Regions from separate parts of the Ovis aries genome. Here region 1 is linked to region 2. A link is a contact called in public Hi-C data. All regions are on one chromosome and are shown on one strand. The core of a region is the stretch at or near the end of the contact, and the rest is flanking DNA. Distances in the headings are between cores, read along the strand shown. Region 1 holds the start of SSH2 (slingshot protein phosphatase 2). Region 2 overlaps SSH2 (slingshot protein phosphatase 2).

What was found. A called contact is a pair of places that touch in the nucleus more often than the background predicts.
Region 1: a contact with region 2 is called in a Hi-C map of liver, with 3 times the contacts expected there. The contact joins the promoter of SSH2 here to the enhancer-like site in region 2. A contact is called at or near these places in 9 of 16 Hi-C or Micro-C datasets (blood, hypothalamus, liver and 4 more).

Annotation. Positions count from the first base shown.
Region 1 is chr11:21,058,148-21,062,530 of ARS-UI_Ramb_v3.0, forward strand. SSH2 (slingshot protein phosphatase 2) reads right to left here and starts at 2,389. Exons shown (of 15, transcript XM_042255464.2): 1 at 2,086-2,389. The coding sequence starts at 2,148. EFCAB5 (EF-hand calcium binding domain 5) reads left to right here and starts at 2,050. Exons shown (of 22, transcript XM_042255465.2): 1 at 2,050-2,104.
Region 2 is chr11:20,970,583-20,974,933 of ARS-UI_Ramb_v3.0, forward strand. The region is part of intron 1 of SSH2 (slingshot protein phosphatase 2); the gene reads right to left. Among named protein-coding and RNA genes, the nearest start is that of TRNAG-CCC, 79 kb to the left of the region's middle. Within about 2 kb of position 1,614, at least 5 of the 54 cell types and tissues checked have an H3K27ac peak or open chromatin away from gene starts, as enhancers often do. A contact at or near this core is called in liver, where this site is marked.

The DNA of each region.
Region 1 (4,383 bases), core at 1,139-3,638, 88 kb after region 2:
TAGCAAGTAGATGTATCAGTCATTTAGCTCAATAACTGAGCTTACCCATGATCAATTTAATTACCTATATCAAAGTGCCTATTAACATACCTCAGGATTCTAAAATAAGCAAGTGTTGGCTAACAAAGTTATATCAAATAGATATGGTATTACTGTATACTAATCATTCACCTCAAGAAAATAAGTATAATAACATGATATACATATATTATTATTACAGCATCAATTGTTTTCAACAATGCCCAAGGAAAACCTTGTCAATATAATTCTGGTTTCTGGTTTACTTGCTCAACTCAACTAACCTTCAGTTGCTCTCTCAGCCAAAATCAGGCCTGGTAACCACTATCCTCAAAAGGTTTACAAGAAGAGTGAATTAAGATGGTCTGATGGTATGTTAATAACTTTCCAAAAACTAGTATCAAGTACCACATATAAGAATAACGTATATTAAATTTCCAACCTTATGATATTTGTCTTCAGAAGACCCTTAAATATTTTACGAGCTTTCAAGTGCAGTTATTCTAAAATCATATAATCTTAAGAATTAGAAAGAGCCCTTACACCATCTCCTAGGCCAAAGGACCTCCAGCCTTTTATTTGAACTTTTCTACAATGAGCACTCACTATTTTGCAAGGCAGTCCACCCCACTGTTACAAAGTTCTTCCTTAGCATGAAAGTCTGCCTCCCTGAGCTTCTATCCAAGGATCCCAGCTAGTTCTTCTGGAAACAACACAAGGTAAGGTAACCTCTGAAGTATAATCGCTTCTAGAATTAGGATATAGCTGCCAATTTAGTCACACAGAGTGCAAAAGCTGGCTCAGGGGGGAAAAAAAGGAAACCACCACACACTACACAGCAAAATTTTGAAATTCAGGAAACTATGTTGAAATCACAAACCAGCATGTTTTCAAGATGTCAAAGCACACACCTCAGTTAATATATAAATTAAGAGTAACCCAAATTTTTACAGTGGAAGGTGTTTCTGTGTATATTGAATACGTGTTTGCAAGCTGAAACTACTAAACCCACCAACCTAGTTTTTAAAACTACAATTCTGTAGGAAGTTCCAAACGGTTTTTCTAATTCCTCATATATTCATTCCATCTATTTCCCTCTAAAACATCTGGATTTTTTTTAAAAGATCCCATTTCGCCCCACTGGTGCAATATTTCATTTTAAAAAACAAATATTTCCAGAAAAAAAAAAAAAAGCCTAAAAGAATGGAGCGTAAAGAAGTGGGGGTGGGGCGAAGGCAAAGAAGGGCCCAGCAGGAAAAGGCTGGTTACTGGGTATTTTCCTTCTGGAAGCACGCTTCACTGGCACTGGCATCTGAAGTAACGAGCCATACAAACACGACTCGAGAACAAGAACGATCATGAGCAATGAGTGCGATGCATACATGTCTGTGAGATGTAAATGAATTGGCACTGGTCATCAAGCAGCGCCAGATGCTTCAGGACCTCGTCGAGGAAAGGTGAGAGGTCCAAGGAGCAGAGACTCCCGCCACCCTCTGGGGGAGGGGAGATGGCGAGAAACCTAGGAGTAACTACCGTTCAGCCGTCCAATGAAGCCCAATGGACAGGACACAAGAAAGACAGCAAGTGACCAGGGGGAAGGCAGACGCCCGGAGAGCCCGAAGGGCGGGCGGTGGGTGAAGACGGAACGGGTCCCTGAAATGGGTGCGGGTAAGGGGATGTGGGTGTGGGTAAGGGGCATGGCAGGAGTCCCGGGGTCCTCTCCCTGCAGCAGAGCAACAGAGGGTAAAAGGAAGGGGGAGGGTGAAAAGCAAGAATGACTCATTCCCGAAAGGAAGTGCTCAAGCCAGAGGAAAGCATGCCACAGGGGGCTTCGGGGCGAGGATGGTGAGGCGCTAGGTGCTCAGAGTGACGGAGGCACACATCAACGTCCGGTAGTTCCTGCGGCTCGTCTTTAAGATGGGGGCGTGTGGGGGGTTCGCGGCAGCCGGGTGCCAAGGCCTGGGAAGCGGCGCGGCGCGTGCGCAGTGGCGCTCGGCGGGACCCGCTGAGGCAAAGCGGAGCCGCAGTGACAGAAGCGAGCGGAGCGGCTGCCGGGAGGGGACTCACCGAGGCGCAGGGGCTGGAGGTAGTGCTGGGGGTAGGCGACCGCTGGACCGTGACCAAAGCCATCTAGGCGCTGCTGGGCTGTTCCGGGCAGGGCATTCTTGTCCCGAGTGTGGGGGGCGGGAGGGTGACGGAGCCGGGATGGGGCAAAGGGGTGTGGGGTGGGGGTGAGGGGAACAGGGAGGAGGAGGAGGCCGCGCGAACGGCCGCAGACTCCGCACCCACCACCGGACTCTCGCAGACTGACGCGCCGAGCGGGCGGCTGGCTGGCTGGCGGGCGGGCAGTTCGGCAGCTGCGGGGCACAATGAGCGCTCCCAGTGCGCAGGCGCCACCTGTCAGCAACCGCCTCTCCCCTCCTCGCGCGCCGCCGCCTGGCCGTAACCCTTGAGTTGCCGGAAGGCGGCCGGGTGCGTGCGCCTCGGGCCGCCGCCCCCTCTCGGGGTTTCCCCCCGGGCTCTGGGAATCGCGCGGGTTAGGCTGCTCTGGGGGTTTGAGGGGGTGTGTTAGGGAGCGGGTTCTGCGGCTGGGGAGGGGGTGTCGCTGGAGTCCCCACTCTTGAAGGACAACCTTTTTTTATTCCCGAGGTTGGGCGCACAGCTTAACCCACCTCAGTGAGAAGAAACCGAGGTGAAAATCCTGACGCGAACGAGTTTCCGGGTGGGAAAGGGCGCCGCGGGGTTTCAAACGCTTCCTCTGAGCGCGGATGGGACTTTCTGGGCTAGAGACCTTACCGTTGACCCGGCTCTCGAGGGCTTTCTTCTTAGCTTTCCCACCCTTCCGCTCTGAGTCCATGTTTTATGATGAGACTTTTTGAAAGAAAGAAGGGTTTGTAATTTTATACCCGAGAATCTTCATGGTACCCTCGTGCTTCCTGTTACCCTGGCCCCTGTCTAAGGGCTCATTCATTATTCCTGAAGTGCAGGGAGGCCGAGAGAGCCTGGGGGAAGCCGAGAAAGCTGGGCTCACGGAGTTACAAGGGTCCAACCTGCTATTTACCTCCCACTTGCTTCCTGCTGGGAAGAAATTCTCTTGATTAGACAGGATTTGCTCTTTGGGGTTTTCCTTCTCTTCGTCTCTAGATTTCATTATTTCATAGACACATGCGAAATGTCGATTGAATATTCTAAAGAAATAGTTTTCTAAAAGATAAATCATCAGCTGAACCTAAGCCAAGAACATAATGAAAAATCAAGATTTAAGGGGGGCGGGGGTGGAAATCGCGCCATATAAATACCATAGATTGATTACACAGAGAAACAGAGTTGACAAAGCTATTTCTTAATTTGAGTGGATGTGCTGGTAAATACCACCATACATAACATGTCTGTAAAACGCAGACATTCCGGAGTTTGCAGTTATTAATCCACCGCCTCTTGTTTGTCACTCAAACTCTCTTGGATCTTACTGCTTGTTGTAAATTGGCAGAGCAGCCTTGAGCCCTTTCTGGCCGCTGTATGGTTAAGTGCCACTGGAGCCCTCTGTGCTGAGCCTTTGTTCTCTCCCTGGGGCCCTGTGGTTGAAATAATTAGCAGGGAGGTTCCATCAAGAATCAGACACTGAGGGTCCCTGTACTGTACAGTCCTATGTTGAATGTACAGCAGAGAAGCCAGCTGGTAGGCTTTTGCCCCCTGGTGGTGGTCAAGAGTGCCTGCGAGCCAAAATTAAACAAAGATGTACGGTTCACAGATTAAACAATCTGACTGTGTTTTTCCCAGAGCTACTTGGTAAACAGGAAAAGACCAGACAAAGTTCAGAAGTAAGAACTTTGAACCAAAGCTTAGCAGATCAAACAGGAAGCTATATGCCTAGGCAAGAATTTTACATTGCTGAAAGCTGAATGAACACAAATAAATGAAACATGGCTTATTAACCAAAGTATAGTTCTAGAAAAAAGTGTTATTCAAATTCTGTAAAGCAATTATCCCTCAATAAAAAATGTTTTTTTAAGTGTTACTCAAATCAATAGGTCTTAGTAATGTGCTTCTGACTCAGGGACAGCAACACTGATTATCTGCTTTTATGTAGCAACACAATCTTAAATTCTTTTGGACAATGATAATCTTACAGTGCAAAATAATCTTACAGTGGGAAAGAGCACACCTTAGCGATTAGAGATCTCGCTTCTAGTTCCTGGCCTCTGTAAAACCTTGAGCAAATGGCTTAAAGTTTTTAAGTTTTAGTTTATTTCTTCAACAGAGTTCTAACTCACAGGATTCTTGTTCTCGAGAAAAAAATGTAAAGTGCAATATAAACTATAAAACCCCATGTGTAATTAAAATAATTTTGTTATTCTCTTAAGT
Region 2 (4,351 bases), core at 364-2,863:
GGAGGTGGGTTCGGAGGGAGAGGACACAGGTATAACTATGGCCAATTCATGTTGATGTACGGCAGAGGCCATCATAATATTGTAAAGTAATTATCCTCCAGTTAATATAATACCTTTTTAAAAAAGTGTTGCACTTCTTCAGTCTTACTAAATTAAGCAAATTTTAAGTGGTATATATTACTATGTATGAAAAGCTTTTGTTAAAATGGTGTCATATAATCACTGAAGAAAAAGTTCATATGAGCCAGGTACTCTTTCACTTCCCTCTCTACTGGTTCTGGTTTCTTCCAATCCTCATTCCCATAAAATCTTATTTAATGCACAGTATACAGCTCCTGGCTTTGGGAAAGTCAACCTGGCTCCAATTCTGCCCGATGATCACAGTGAGATCTAGATTGGCCATACTTACCATACCAATAAAATGGGCTAATCTTGACTACCTAATCATGTCTGCAAAATGACTGCAACCATATCATGCTGTTGTGTTGGTACTAATGGTGAGATGATGTTTCTGCTTATGAAATCAAACCGTTTGGGACATCAGTGAGCCCATTCTCTTTCCCCTAAAGGGCAATTTCTATCAGGTTTCCTCAGAAACTCTTAAAAAGTGCCATGGTATCATTGTGAAAAAATTAAATACTTTAGTTCTACTCCACTGAAAACTAAAACGAAAAGTGTTTTCTAGACAGATGAAACACAGACTATAAATAATAAAATCTATGCATTATGCAAAAATAAACTGACTTGGGGAGGTGAAGTTGCTTTAATCAAACAGACATGGCTTGAAGACATTTCATGTGATATATTAAAATAAACAATAGTTTAAATTTTTAAAAGGGACATTAGGAATGCTGCACTTTGCATTCTGAACGCACTTGATTGCAAAATCACAACAGAGTTGATCAACAACAGTCAGCTGAAGGAAACAGCTCTTCCTCTGTGTCTCTTATGTATGTGGAAAACTGTCCCAGTGGTCTCCTCCCCAAACGTGACCCTGCACCCTGTCTTCTCATCTGAACTTTACACATGCTCACTCTTAAGCCAACCTCTGGCTGGGCAAGGATGGTACCCTCTGATTGGCTGCTACATGAAACAACAAACAAACCTTTATTTTCAACAACAAATGACCTTTATTTTTCTATTTAAGCCAGTTTCTGTTGTTCTCAACCAAGATTCCTGACAAATATATTATGAACCACATTTTCCCATGTGGACCATCAGGGAGAGGTAAGAGAAGGAAAAACCTTTTATTTCCACTTTAAAGGTAGAAAAATTAGAGCATCAACAGGTGAAAATGATAGATCACTACTGTGCTTTGTCCATGGGAATATGTTGTCCCTCACATAAGCTGGGGAGTCCAGCACAGATATTGAAGACCGTAATAATTTACACACACACATGCAGCTGCAAATCAGACTGTTCGATCTGTCCTTAAACCATTTCTTCCTACCTGTCTGGTTTCTCTGTTTTCAGATAGCAAGGCCTGGTTACAGAGATTCCATCCTTGTCCTGGCCACAGAACAGAAATTGTCATGGGTAAGGCTAGAGTGTTTACATAGTGTCTGAGTTTTAAACACCTATCATTATAGACTTTGTCCTGCCACATAATACGAAACAAGGCAACTATAATTTGGTCAGAGGTCACAGCCCTAAAAGCAGATTTAGTTTCTGTAGGGTAAACCAGGAAATGGCTTCCCTGGTGGCTAGGTGGCAAAGAATTCGCCTGCCAATGCAGAAGATGCAGGTTCGATCCCTGGGAAGATCCCCTGGAGAAGCAATGGCAACCGACTCCAGTATTCATGCCTGGAAAATCCCATGGACAGAAAAGCCTGGAAGGTTACAGGTCACAAAGTCAGAGAAGACTTAGTGACTAAACAAGAACAACAAAACCAGGAAACACTGCTGTTCACTTTTAGCCTTGTAGCTTAATGCTTACCTAACAGTAACTAAATACTATACTAAATAGTTTAATAATCTCATTCTGTGGACATTAGTGTTCTTAGATGGCATACTAAAAGATCTTTTCACCTGAATTATTTACATTTTTTAAAAAATATTTACTTATTTGGCTGTTCCAGGTCTCTGTTACAGCATGTGGGATCTAGTTCCCTGACCAGGGACCAAACCCTGGCCCCCTGCATTAGGAATGCAGAGTCTTAGCCATTGGACCACCAGGGAAGTCCCAGAAAATTTTAATATAGAAAAATATATTCCAAACAAGTATCAGGTTAGACGGGCTACAATAACATACAGCATCAACATCTCAGTGACTTAAAACAGTAAGTTTCTCATTTGTGCTACATGTCCATCTTAGGTTGGTAGAGATTTTGCTCCATGTTACCCTCTCTTATCTGGGACATGACTAGTCATTACGACAAGAAGAACTGAATATGAGTTATGCATCAGCTCTTAAATGCTTCCATCTAGAAGAGACAAGAGTCACATATTTCATTTGCCAAAGCAGTCACATGATCATGCCCAACTTTCAAGGAAGTATAATTCTACCGTTATCCAGAGTAAGGAGACCCAGAAATATTGGCAAACACAAATGATTACCACAGTAATACATAAGGATACCTTATTATACAAGAAGCAATGTGAGTTAAGGAAAACAAAAAAGCTAGTGGTTCATGTAATTGGTAAATCCAAGAGGAATTTAAAAAATGCAGCGATGTTATTAGGTCTCTACTCTCCCTCTCTCGTTGGGCTCTGCCTGCTTCCTCTTCTTAGGCTGACTAGACTATGTGGCAGTAAGATGATCACCAACCACAGCAAGCATATATCATTCACTTAAGCAGAGTCCAGAAAACAGAACTTAAACTTTTTACCCCCAGCATCCATCTCTCTCTCAACAGGACTCTAACTGACCGTGTGTGGACCAATCATGGTATCCAGTGAAAAGGGGTACTTTGACCAGTCTGACATGGGTGTATGGGCATATGACCATCCCAGTGGCAGAAAAGCAGGGCCAAGTGATGGTCAGCCCCCCTAGAATCACATGAAGTAGAGCATATAAGCTCCCAGAAGGAAAGCAGACCATACCAAAAACGTAGCAGCTATACACCTAGAGGATTCTGTTATTTCATTTCCTCCATCATTCCCCTCACCTCTGATGTGTGAGATTAAATTCTATAAACATAAACTCATGTGGTCTTGGCTTACTTATTACAAACTGTTGCTGATGGTAAGTCAGGTCAACTGTAAGAACACACTAGGGAACATATATAGGAAAATCCTGGGACAAAATTTCTTTATTTTGCATAAAGCTCTTCTGAGTACAAATCTAAGTAGTTAACAAGAAAATTTCATCTTACAGAACCAAAGCAAGGGATGATTTCTAAGAATCACTCATTTTCCAAATGAATGATAACATGACAACTTGATTACTATGCTTAAAAGAGTAATGTCGCAAGGTCAGAGACAACACGCAGTCATGCTAGGTTTGAACACAGCTCTGCCCTTGGCAGAAGTAGAAGGTGAAATGGTAACAGGCATCAAACTACAAGCTTTACAGGGCAGTGCTTTCTGAGTTTGTTTACAGATGTACCTTAAGCAGCTAGAGTAGTGTATGATACATACTAAGTGGTTGATGAAGAGGAGCGAGATTAAGTTCCTTTTCCTATTTTAAATAACAGTCAACACATAAAATAAACTTTACTTTCCCACATAGTCATTCTTCTAAAATTTTGGTAAACAAATTCCTACAGGAATTCAACGTTCAGTCCCCAGGAAGTTCCAGGTAACACACACTGTGATGTGCTACATTCCTCAATATAGCTTTTTAAAGCTGGATAGGAAAACACAACGCAATAAAAGAAAAACAAAAACATAATGAATGAGTACGTAAGAAAACCAACACCTATAGAATCTATATGCGCACAGATCACCACACCACGTTAGGTTTTAGTAGTAATGCTACATAACACATTAGTTAATCATTTTAAAGAAGGTAGTTACATATGGTAGGACCTCTGTTTATCTTCCTGCAACAGCTAGGGAAAGCCCTATTTTCGGTCAACTCCTTCCTCACCCAGTACTTTGTCCGCTGCCAGAACAATTTAGCTAATACTTTTGGGTCTTCCCTTAGAGCACAGAGAGACAGAAAAGGCAGCTATGCAGGGGGAGACATCATGTTAGACAAGAGAAAGAACAAAACACAAAGCTCACTTTTATTTTTAAAATGAATTATCCACCATCTGTGAACCATCTCACCACAGGAAGTCTCTGACAAATTCAGTAAGTAAACTTGATTGCAGGGAAATCTCATTGACTACATAAGAAACTTTTAATTTTTCCCTCTGTAGCATTTGGCAGCAAAACTCCCTTTAAAACTCTGTCTTCCTATGTTCTC